3 separate regions of the Mus musculus genome follow, and all the other regions are linked to region 3. Evidence: chromatin contacts called from public promoter capture Hi-C data. All regions are on one chromosome and are shown on one strand. Each heading gives the region's core, a stretch centred on a gene start, on an enhancer-like site or on the middle of the called end of the contact. The rest is flanking DNA. Distances are from core to core; before and after follow the strand shown. Region 1 holds the start of Rif1 (replication timing regulatory factor 1). Region 2 holds the start of Nmi (N-myc (and STAT) interactor). Region 3 holds the start of Acvr2a (activin receptor IIA).

What was found. Promoter capture Hi-C pulls out the DNA fragments that hold promoters and counts their contacts.
Region 1: a promoter capture Hi-C map of pre-B cells shows a contact between it and region 3, with 2.5 times the contacts expected there. The contact joins the promoter of Rif1 here to the promoter of Acvr2a in region 3. A contact is called at or near these places in 2 of 39 promoter capture datasets (liver and pre-B cells).
Region 2: a contact with region 3 is called in a promoter capture Hi-C map of pre-B cells. The contact joins the promoter of Nmi here to the promoter of Acvr2a in region 3. A contact is called at or near these places in 1 of 39 promoter capture datasets (pre-B cells) and 1 of 484 Hi-C or Micro-C datasets (CD8 T cells).

Annotation. Positions count from the first base shown.
Region 1 is chr2:52,071,060-52,075,120 of GRCm38.p6, forward strand. Rif1 (replication timing regulatory factor 1) reads left to right here and starts at 1,778. Exons shown (of 36, transcript NM_001355415.1): 1 at 1,778-1,807; 2 at 2,078-2,194; 3 at 3,188-3,266. The coding sequence starts at 2,091.
Region 2 is chr2:51,971,223-51,975,042 of GRCm38.p6, forward strand. Nmi (N-myc (and STAT) interactor) reads right to left here and starts at 1,986. Exons shown (of 9, transcript NM_001141949.1): 1 at 1,687-1,986; 2 at 1,366-1,405.
Region 3 is chr2:48,812,727-48,816,480 of GRCm38.p6, forward strand. Acvr2a (activin receptor IIA) reads left to right here and starts at 1,383. Exons shown (of 11, transcript NM_007396.4): 1 at 1,383-2,100. The coding sequence starts at 2,046.

The DNA of each region.
Region 1 (4,061 bases), core at 528-3,027, 3.3 Mb after region 3:
CATTATGTAGCCCAGGTTGTCCTGGAACTCACATCAATCCTACTGCCTCAGACTTGTGTTGGGATTACAGATTTGTGTTGATTAAATTTTCTAGAAATTTTGCAGGTAGTCTGTGTGGGTAAGGGAATTTGTTTTGATTCTAATCTTTCACCCTTTTCTATGAGATAGAAAACACCAAAGAGCAGAGAACTCATTAGCCTAGTAAAATTGCATGTGGAGCTCAACGATTTTACAAAAGCAACACTTGTTGCTCCCAGTACCTTGGACCAACCAGCAGAAACTTAAGTCATTTTAGGAGATCTAGAGCTGGGTGTGGTGGTGCACACCTTTAATCCCCAGACGCGGGAGGTTGGAGGATCTCTGTGTTTGAGCACCCGGGGTCAGGAGAATTTAAATCTCAATGGAAGGAATGTGGGTGGTGGTGGGGTAAAGGACGGAAAGATTCCACGGATTTCCCCACTCCCACTGAATGAAGCTGAAGGCTTGTCAATATTTGCTTTGACTTTTGTGACGGGCCTGCTTTGTAAGTCAGTGAGAGCTGGAACCGGAGCTGTCTTCTACCTCAGCCTTCTGAGTGCCGGGAAACAGGTGTGTACTACCGGGCTTAACTGACCCATAATTCTTGAAAAGGGGGATTTAAAATATGGGCTTCTCACAGGGAAAAGTTAGGTGCTGGTGGGTTGTTGAGAACAAGCGGCAGACTGGAGGTTGGAACCTAGGGCTTCAGTGTGCCAGGCAAATTCGCTAGTAGAGCCTGGCTCTGGGTGGCCCTATTATTCTTTGTTGTTATTTTTACTTTTTTTTTTTTTTTTTTTTTTTAAAGACAGGGTTTCATTATGTAGCTCTGATTGTCCTGGAACTCTTTTATCTGTCTGCCTAGCCAGTTTAAGTGTTGGGAGTAAAGGCGTGGGCCACTAGGTCCTGCTTCCCTGACCTTCTGTGCTTAAAGTTGAAACAATCTTGCGGGTTGTGGAGAGTGCTGAGAGGCACGTGAAACGATTTCAATGATTACCACGTTGTTTAAGGGTTTACTGTCGTTTCTGCCGCACCTGTGTATCCCAGGGCCACCGTCACCCCTCTACACCTGGGGTCCAATGGAAGTAAACCAATTCTAGGCAGTTGCCTCTGAGGAATCTCAAGGCTGAAGGGCGGTATTTTGAAATCTGCAAATCAATACCGCCCATTTCCAGGCCTTTGTTATGCACGCCATGGGTCTCCTTTAGCAACACTCCCCCCCTCCCCCCCGCTAAGAAATGTGCTGCCACTAGTCCCCACTCTCAGAAGCTGAGATGAAGTCAATTTCCTAAGGTCACAGACCAAAGCTTGAATGCGTGGCTTTTGAGGCACCTCCGACTTACTCATTGGGCTGGGGCTTAGAGGCAGAGAGCTAGGTTTAGCAAGTGGACCTCTAGAAAACAAAAACCCAACAACAGCAGCAGCAGCAAACAACAACAAAACAAGCCCAACAGCCTGCCATTCACTCTCAATCAAATGGTTTTGTGGGCTCCTTTGGGAAGCACTGGAGTTTTGCAAACTTGGTCGGCTGAGCAAGTAGCTGGAGTCAGGTGGAGTGGGGCACTAATTTACATCACCCATCTCTAGCCCCGGGCTGGAGGCGATACACACCCCCCGAGGTGCTCCGGGGGCGGGGGCGGGGGCGGGGGCGGGCAGCAGGCCATCGAGCAGCCCGGCGCGCCACCGCCCGTTGGATTGGCTCGAGCCTCTCCCGCCAGGCCTGCCCGGCTCCCGCGCGCCGCTGGGCCCGCCCCCCGCCGCCATCTTGGTCGTGGAGGAGCGGGCTGCACGCGTGAGTAAATAAGCGCGAGCCGGGAGCGGACGGCGGGCCCCGGGGCGGCGAGCTGCGGAGCGGACTTCCCGCGTGGGGGGTGAGGAGCGGGAGGCTCGGCTCGGCCCGGCCGGCGCCGCCTCTGCCCCCTCGCGGCCGTGCTGCCTGGGAAGCGGCGGCGGGAGCCGGGCAGGCGGGAGGCCGGCCTGCGAGCGCGCGGCCCGGCGTGCAGGTGAGGGCGCCGCGCGGGCCGTGCCACCGGTTACTGGGTGTCTTCCGGCCTCGCTGCAGGGTGGCGGCCGACATGACGGCCCCAGGTCGCAGCCCCCTGGAGCCGCTTCTGGAGACTTGGGAAGACCCCTCGGTGCCTCCGGGAGAGCAGACGGACGCCTACCTAACTCTGACCAGGTGAGGCGGGCCGGGGGGACGAGCCCGGGGCGGGAGCCGGGGCAGCCGTGGGGACCCGGCGGACGCGGGTAGTTCGGGGTGCACCGGGCCATTGCCTGCCGAGTGACGTTGCGGGGCGCAGCGGCGGCGTCCGAGGGCTTCTTCGGGGACGAGCGGTTCTGTATTTTTTTGTCTGGCCCGCAGACGGGAAAGCCTTTAAAGAAAAGTTTGGAGTCGAGAGGCGTTTGGAGAGCAGGGCTTTGCCCTGCGAACCTCGGACGCCGTGGGAAAGTTGGCGATCCGGAGTTAGTGGGTTTAGTTAGGGTCTTTGGCTCAGGCTCGCTCCAGTGCTCATCCCCCGACCCCGGCCTCGAACTTGTGGTTCTGCCGGAGTGGTTGAGATTACAGGTGCGCGAGTCAGCAAACCGGCCCCAGAATTGGCTTAAAAAAAAAAAAAAAAAAAGCAGAGCCAGGAACCCCGTTTTGACTTATTTGAAAGGCTTTAGAAAAATTTCTGAATTTTGTTAAACTTTCGTATTTTCTGAGTTAGAAAACATGATTAGGGAAAGGGATTCCCACTTTCTTTTCTCATGTAAAAATTACAAAAAAAGAAAAGAAAAAATACGTTTTCGAGGCCAAAAAGCTTTGAGGCAAGTTACCGCTTATATGTGGTCTAACTTAAAACATTTTTTCTCTATACCTTTAAACTTTTTAAAGAAAGAGGTTAATTCCAAGGGCTTGAAAGTCGTCTTTAAAAACTTAAAACAAAAAGCCAGTTACGAGTTAGAGTGCCTGCGGCTCCAGGTGTTGGATGGCTCTGGAACTGGAGTTACAGGTGGTTGTGAGCCACGATAGGGGTGCTGGGATTGAACACCAGTCTTCTGCCAGAGCCTCTCTGTGTTCTTACCCTGGATCATCTCTCCAGCCCTGAAAGTAATCCTTAAAGTGATGGCAATAACTTTTTGTTTGTTTGTTTATGCTTTCGACTAAGCTTATGTTCTATTTCCTTTAAAGTCGTATGACTGGAGAAGAAGGAAAAGAAGTCATTGCAGAAATCGAGAAAAACCTTTCTCGGCTGTACACGGTTTTAAAGGTCTGTGTTCCTTTCTTAATGACTTCGCACTGCCTCAGTCTGAACCCACTAGACTGAGCCCTTTGAAATCTTTTCTTAGCCTTCCAAATCTGGGATTCCAGGAGCAACTCTGACTAGCTTTCTGATAAAATGGTTTTTCACTGTGGATGGAGCATCATTATCCAGTGCATTGTTAATGCCCTGAATACAAAATATCATCAGTTATATTGATGAGATTATTATCTCAAGTGATTATATATGGTTCATCAGGTGCTCTCAGTTACCTTATGTGTCCTCTCACTTCAGTTCATGTATGTACCACTAAGCTACATCCATAGACCAAGTCTGCTCTTTAAAGCCCCACTTTGCAGGTTAGGAAATCGGTTCATTTGCCTAAAGTCTAAAGTGTCTAGGGTTGTCAGTTCAAAGCTTATGTCTTATTAAAACAATAAGATCTGTGTTTTGGAAGGTCTGAGTAATTTGTCCTAAAATGGCAACTATCTTAGTCTTCCCTTTCGATAGACAGTATTCATATTCATGCTTTTTTGTTTGTTTGTTTGTTTGGGGCAGAGGGATTTTTTCCAGTTTGGGAACCAGGTAGCTTAGCTAGGTGACAATCCTGTCTCTGCCTTCCAATTGGGATTATAGGCTGGCACTGACATACCCCACAGTACGTGTTATTTATTTTTATTTACATTAATTTTTGCTAATTTTGCTTTTTGGAACACTTTAAAAAATTAGTTAACTTGTTTTCCTTGTTTAATTGTAATAGTTAATATCGGACTGAGTGTATTCTTAGCCTCATCTGGCCACTTA
Region 2 (3,820 bases), core at 736-3,235, 3.2 Mb after region 3:
ACACACACACAATATGCAGATCATCCTGCATTGTGTGTGAAAACTTAACATGATCCAGAAGGCCCTCTAGAGTAAGAAGGGGATAACACCAGAGTTAGACTGAACACAGAAACATGATCAGAGAAGCAATGCTGGTCCTAACTTTGGAAATGGAGACGGAATGAGTTCATCCCGAGAGAGCTCCCAGAACAGAAGACAGCTCTGCTAGCCCTTTTACTTTATCCAGGGAGAGCCGCAGATGCCTACAACTGACACACAGACACACACAGACACACACGGGCACACACGGATACACACAGGCACACACAGGCACACACGGGCACACACAATCTAATTTTAAAATAGTACTAAAAGTAAGTATTTTTAAATTGAAAAGTGTGTACATGCACACACATGTATGCATAAGCCACCAAGGCCATGTAATTTATTATGGCAGTAAACTTAAAAAAAAATCATCTCATTTTCCTAGGGATACTTATATCGGGGGGGGGGTGCGGGGGGCGGGTACACAGAGTTCCTGGCAGCATAAAGAAGGAAGAAAATGGGCTGGAGAGATGACTCGGCGGTTAAGAGCACTGACTGCTCTTCCAGAGGTCCTGAGTTCAATTCCCAGCAACCACATGGTGGTTCACAACCACCTGTAATGGGATCCGATACCCTCTTCTGGTGTGTCTGAAGAGAGCTACAGAGTACTCATATACATTAAATTAAAAGAAAGGAAGGAAGGAAGAAATTATAATGTATCCATGTTGTATAGACCAGAAACAAGTCAAAAGATGGATACAATGTTAACAATTAAAAGATCCTAATTGAATTTCTTTTACAATCAGGGCACACTTGATTGAATAAATCGAGTAAGTGGTCTGTCTGAGTGTAGTGGCACAGGTCTGTAACAGGAGGATCAAGAGTTCAAAGCCAGCACAATGTAAATAGAAAGCAGTTGCCTCAAATGTTTTCACTGCTATGCAGAAGTTTGCTTTATAGGCAGAGAAGAAAGCTGAAAATGCAGAAACTGAACTGATTGGTTCACAGTTAAGTTCTCTGCAAGTCAGGGCCGGGGAGACCGGAACAGAATAACTGATTGGTGAATGTTCAAGAGCTTTTTGTGGGGAGTAAAGGAGAGGTGATTTCATTCTCTGGCCCAGTGGAACCTGCTGCTTTCCCTCTCTCCTGGCTGGACAGGACACAGGAAGTTTCCTTCGGGGCACACAAGGTAGCTCGGGTGCCTTTGGAGCAGGAGTCCTCTTAACCCAAACCAGTGCCCGCTAGAACTTACATTGAATATTCTCCTTTCAACATCTCCTTCCAAAAACAACAACAACAACAACAACAACAACAACAACAACAACAACAACAACAACTTACATATTCTGAAAAAGTGAGGCAGGACTACAGAACTCAGCACCTGCCAAAGAAATACAAATAATAGTCTTCCTGAGAAATCCATTTTTCTAAGAACCTTCTGGAGCCAGTCCCAATGACTGTAAGTTTCCTTTTCCCAGGAAGGGAAGCAACCCATGGCCGGAGCGCCTGGAGCGGGCGAGTCTCCAGGCAGCGCACTGGGGACCCAGACCCCGAGTCGCGGCGCTGGAAGCCGCCGCCCACCGCGCGCCGGGTGGAGCATCCCTGAGCGCGGGTGGTGGGACCGCAGGGACGCGGCGGACCGAGGATGGATCAAGCACTCACCCGCTCGCTGCGCAGCTCCCGGAAGCCGGTGCCTTAGAACTGAACTCTACCTCGAAAACACTAACCTGGCTTCAGCGACGAGCAGCGCTCAGTCCCAGGCCTTACTTTCACTTTCGGTTATTAGAAACAGGATGCTTCTGCTCCATGCCCTGAGGACTTCGTCCAGGGCGCCATTGCTGCTGTCTCTTATTATTGGCAGTAACTCCGAGACCTGCTTAGAAAAGCTTATTTATGTGCATTATGCGGAACACGCTGTTGAAAAGCTGGATGGAAACCAGAGCTCTCTATGCAAATCCTCTCTCTGTAACTTTTTAGACGGTTATAAAGTTTGACACAAGCACAAGATAAACCAGGAAGCTGAGAAAGCTGCTTCCTGGGTTGGATTTTATGACCCTTGAAAGTTTTCTTCTAAGCTTTGTTTTTGTTGTGAAGATTTTGTAAACAAACACATCGCTAGATGTGAACTTTTCCTTTGCTAGAAAAATAGCTGGCTTCCGTCAAGAACGGCAGTGTTCCCTAATCCTACATCAAGAACTGGTTACTCCACAGCTAGGCAGCACATGAGCACAGAGCTGTGGAAGACAGCAAAGAGCTATCAGGGCCTCCCTTCTACATGGTGGCGCTCTATATCTGTGCATACTAACTAACGGCTCGGAATAAAATGATGCACTTGGCAGAAGCAAAATTCTTTCCATCAAGAACAGTGATGGAGCCGGGCAGTGGTGGCGCACGCCTTTAATCTCAGCACTTGGGAGGCAGAGTCAGGTGAATTTCTGAGTTCGAGGCCAGCCTGGTCTTAAGAGTGAGTTCCAGGACAGCCAGGGCTATGCAGAGAAACCCTGTCTTAAAAAAAAAAAAAAAAAAAAGTGATGGGGCCCCTAGTTGGTAGCAGGATCTCTGTGAGTTGAAGGTTGAAGGCCAGAGTTCCAGAACAGCTAAGGCTACACAGAGAGACCTTGTCTGGGTAGGATGTGGACACGGGGAGGGGGGTGGGGGTGGTGAAGGCAGTGATAGGACCTACTTTTCAGTGACACCAGAGCCACATAGTAAGACCCTGTCTTTTAAAACAGGTTAAGGGTTTCTTTTGAGTTGTCAGCCCAATTAGAAAGAACAAACACTCAGTGAGTGGTGCACTGGATAAGGAATGGGGCTATCCGGACGTAATACACAGGGGTGGGTTTCCCCTTCGGAAAGGAGATGGGGAAGGGCTGAGAAGATGTGAGAGGGTGGGACTGGGAGGAGAGGAAGAGTTGATGTTGGGATATAAAGTGAATAAACAAATTACTTATTTTAAAAAAGAAACAAGTGGGGGCCTAGCAAACACAGAAGTGGATGCTCACAGTCAGCTATTGAATGGATCACAGGGCCCCCAATGGAGGAACTAGAGAAAGCACCCAAGGAACTAAAGGGAACTACAACCCTATAGGTGGAACAACAATATGAACTAAGCAGTACCCCGGAGCTCTTGTCTCTAGCTGCATATGTATCAAAGGATGGCCTAGTCGGCCATCACTGGAAAGAGAGGCCCATTGGACTTGCAAACTTTATATGCCCCAGTACAGGGGAACGCCAGGGCCAGGAGGGGGGAGTGGGTGGGTAGGGGAGTGGGGGGGGGTGGGTATGGGGGACTTTTGGGATAGCATTGGAAATGTAAATGAGGAAAATACCTAATTAAAAAAATTTTTAAAAAAAGAAAGAAAGAAGTGGTCTGAGTATTACTTAGGTTTTCTTCTGAATTTGAGCAGGACCATGAATATGTCAATTAAAACTCATAAGAAGTCATTGATTTGGACTGAGTTCCAGAGCAAAAGCGAAGTCACTTATGCTGAAATCCCAGGTTGCCAAAAAGAAAGTTATTGTTCCGAGAAATCAGCTGAGAAGTCACAGCCAAGTCCCTAAGCAAACCAGTTCTACACGGCAGAATAATAGCTTTAACCTTTACAACACAAGATCTTTAAAACGGCCTTTGGGGTGCTAGAGAGATCACTTAGTGATTAAAGGCACTCGTTTCTGTTGCAGAGACACTAGGTTCTATTCCCAGCTCCACACAGCCTGCTGTCACTTCTGTTCCAGAAAATGAATGCCCTCTGTGGCTTCTGTGGGCAGACTAGAGATGCAGATACATGAAGACAAA
Region 3 (3,754 bases), core at 133-2,632:
TAGTGGCAACTCTTCGTTTCTGTCCAGCCTAAACTGTTTGCAGAACTACATTCGATTTACTGAGGCATCCTGAAGACCAGTTTGGGATTTTGTTGCATAATACCATCAATTCTGAGCAGGGCTTGAGAACTGGAAATCTTGGAGAGAGTTTAAAGAGCCACAATGATTATTAACCCTGACAAGTAGTAGAAATAGGCAGATAATTATAGGATGTACTTAATAGACAGAAATATAGAGCAGTTTATAGGAAGAGAAAAAGAAAACAAATACAAGTGAGTTTGTGGAAAAATGTGGGGATCAGTGTACACTAAAACATTAATTACCCATCCCACAGTTGCTTCCTTTTTTTCTTGAAAATGTCTCCAAACACAGAGGTTACTACTGTATTAAGAAAAAAGGGCAAACTTCTAGGTATTTACCTATCTACTGAGGAAGCATTCCTGTCAAAACCTTCAGAATGCTGGAATAAAGTGGAAAACAAGATCTCCCCCTTTATTATACCAAATTGTGCTAAATGGCAGACGAACTGACTCTAGCAATCATCCTTTGCACGCTATAGCCAACTTCGAATATCCCAAATAGCCGAGCTTCTGGAGGTAGGGCTCACATTTTTACATTCTGTATGTTTCGGTGCTTAACTGAACACCCGATCAACAGTTCAACATGGCTTACGGGGTAAAAACAGGTCTTACAAGAGGCTAAGAATTGATAACACCACCGTCTCTGACGGTCCAATACACTGAAATCTGCGATTTTCACTTCAAGCCTAATACAGACTTTCACGCCAACTAGGAGCAAACCTGTTTGCAACACAATGCTTTGTGTATACAAGGTGTGGTGGATAGGATCCGAACCTCACATCGAGCTATCTGGCGAGGGTGTCCTGACCTGGCGGACAGCCCTTCCTGCCTTTATTTTTTAGCCCAAAGACAAACGTGGGGAGGCCTCGGCGGCGGGGGCGCGGCCGGCTCGCGAGCACCGAGCTCGCTCGGGCAGCAGCGGGTGCGGCTCCCGCCCACTCGGAGCAAGTCGGCGCGGCCTCGGCGTCCCCCAGAGGAAAGGCTGGGCGCCGCAGTCGGCCTTAGCATCGCCCATCCCGCTCGGGCGCCGCGGCTCTCGCGCCCGGGCGGGCACCGCACTGGGCACACCGGGCGTCTCGGGGCCGCGGCGGGCACCCGCAGGGCCCGCCGTCCCGTCTGCTCGGTCTCGGTTCCCGCAGCCTCGCGAGCGCGCTCCGGATCCGGCCCCGCCCCTCCGGCTCGCCCCGCCTCCCGGACAATCTCCTCGCGCTCGCCGCCCGGCACGCGCGCTGCGCCCGGCCGCCGCTCCCGCCGCCGCCGCCACCGCCGCCGCGGAGCGTTTCTCCGCCGCGCCTGGCTTCCAGCTTCAGGACGGAACCGGAAGTGTAGGGGGCGGGGCCGGCGGAGGCCAGGAGACCGAAAACGCGGCCGAGCCGGGAGCCGGGAGCCGGAGCCACAGCCTGGACCAGAACTTGGCCGCCGCCTGCGCCACCGTCTCTCCCGTCGCCGTCTCCCGCGGCCGCCTCGCACCGCCACCGCCGCGAGCTCGGCTACTGTGGTCCGCGGACTTTGGGTGTCCGGGTTGAAGGTCGGTCCGGACGTCGGAGCAGCTCGGCTCCCGGACCGTCCGGGCGGCTGCGGGCGCCGCCGCCGCCGCCTCGTCGCCTCAGCCAGGCGTTTTGTTCGCTGAGACGCGAGAGGCGAGCGGAGCTGACAGTGATTTTGACAGTGATTCCAACCCGCTTTTGTTGTTGTTGGCTTTTCGTTGTTTGGTTTGGTGTGTTGTGCGTGTATGTGGCGGTTTTTCCCCCGTGGTACATTTTTTTAAATTGTTGTGCCTTTTTTTTAAATCCTTTTTTTTTCAACCCTGTGAACGTTTTTTGCTTCCCCCTCCCCCCCGCCTCGGGGCTTCCGAATATGTTTTATGACGGTTGATTTTACACCAGGAGGTTTGTCTCCGAGGAAGACCCAGGGAACTGGATATCTAGCGAGAACTTCCTACGGCTTCTCCGGCGCCTCGGGAAAATGGGAGCTGCTGCAAAGTTGGCGTTCGCCGTCTTTCTTATCTCTTGCTCTTCAGGTAGGTGGAGGAGCCGGCGCGGCGGGGCTGTGGCCGGGTGCCGGGTGCCGTCTGCTGGGCAGTTCTCGGGCCGAGGCTTTTCCCGCGCCTAAACCCGCAGCCCCGATCATCTCGAAATCTCCATGAATTCCACTTGTTTTGGGTTGGTGTGGCGAACTGATAGGTTGAGTGCTGTGTTGTTGTGCAAGTGAGAAAGTCATGGTTTGTGGCCATAACACTCGATGACAGCGCTGGTTGGGTTGCTGTTCAAGCCGCAAATACCACAAGTGAAAATTTATGTAAAGGTTTGAGACCCAGAAGGAGGTATTCCAAAATGTCATTTAGCCTAAGCTGTTCCAAAACAAGGACCGGTTTTGGTCGTCATCTAATTAGTGCTTCACCGGTGAATATCGAGACATAGATCAAGTGAGCTGGTGTTTAATTTTGACTGTGAGAAACAATGCATCCTATCAGCGATTTAATCTAGGTCTCCTCTCACGTCTTCTCCAACTACATTGTCCAGTAGTGTTAAAAATAGTTTTAGTTGCCGGAGTATTAACCCTAACCCAGTGCAGAAGAGGTATGCTGCTGTGTGTTGGTGGTGTGTGCTGGCTTTCACCCACCATTTGGGTGCTCTTTTCAGGCGTAGATTCTGCTTACCTACGGAATACTTATTTTAAACGCTTTGCACCGACACGTTGTTTTCAGTTAAGAACAGGCCATGTGAAATTGTGTTCATGTTAAATATGCTGTTCTTGTGAGATGTATTTCTTTTTCTTTTCTTTTCTTTTAACTCAAGGTTAGGAGAATACTCTGGCCATTTTATATCTGAAAAATTTGATTATGTGAAGATGTTGTATGGTTGCAACCAGTGGTTGGAAAAACTAGGCTTTTGTATTGAAATTCTGGAAATGCATACATACATCTAGCTGAAAGGTGTGCAAATGCACTTAACCGGAGAGTTAGTTGGAGGGATGAAAGAGTTTAAAAGTCACAGTGAATGCATTCATTATAAAAATTCAGTGTATACTTCCTAGGTTGTGGCAAACAGGAGGGGTGGGGGACAAATTGACAGGTTTCATGGTTGTGTCATTCCCTCGTATGTCACAGGGAAATTAGAAGGTGGTAGTCTTTTCTTTGTGTACCTCTCTGTTGTGTGTGTGTCCATCTTCCCTACCCCACCCCCCTTTTAATAGAATCCTTTGTAATGTATAGAATTTTGCTGAATGGTACATTTCCTTGTGGTTAATAAATGGATAAAGTCTAGTCTTATGTCTGTAGTGGTATTGATCAGTTCCGGGTGGGCTGAATGTGTTGTGAAATGGCGATCATTGCCAGAGATTAACCAAAAGAATCATGTCTGTTTAAATGGAAGAAGGAACATGCTTAAGGCAGGCGGACAGTTCTTTTTGTGCTCGGTTTAGAGAGCAAGCTAAACAATGGTGTCTGAAATGAATGAAAGCTTTGATGATGTTAAACGTCTTGCTTTTCTGAACCGACTTAACCCTGTAGTTTTTCCCCCTCATAGTGCTTTTCCCCCTGACCCTATATATCTAGCTGGTAAACTCCTGCTCAGGTCTCCTTTTTTTCTGATCTGCCCTTGAGGAGGAGGGGCATCATGGCCACTGACCAACGACTGTGGACATTATTCTTTCTCAAACCCACCTGAGTCTCA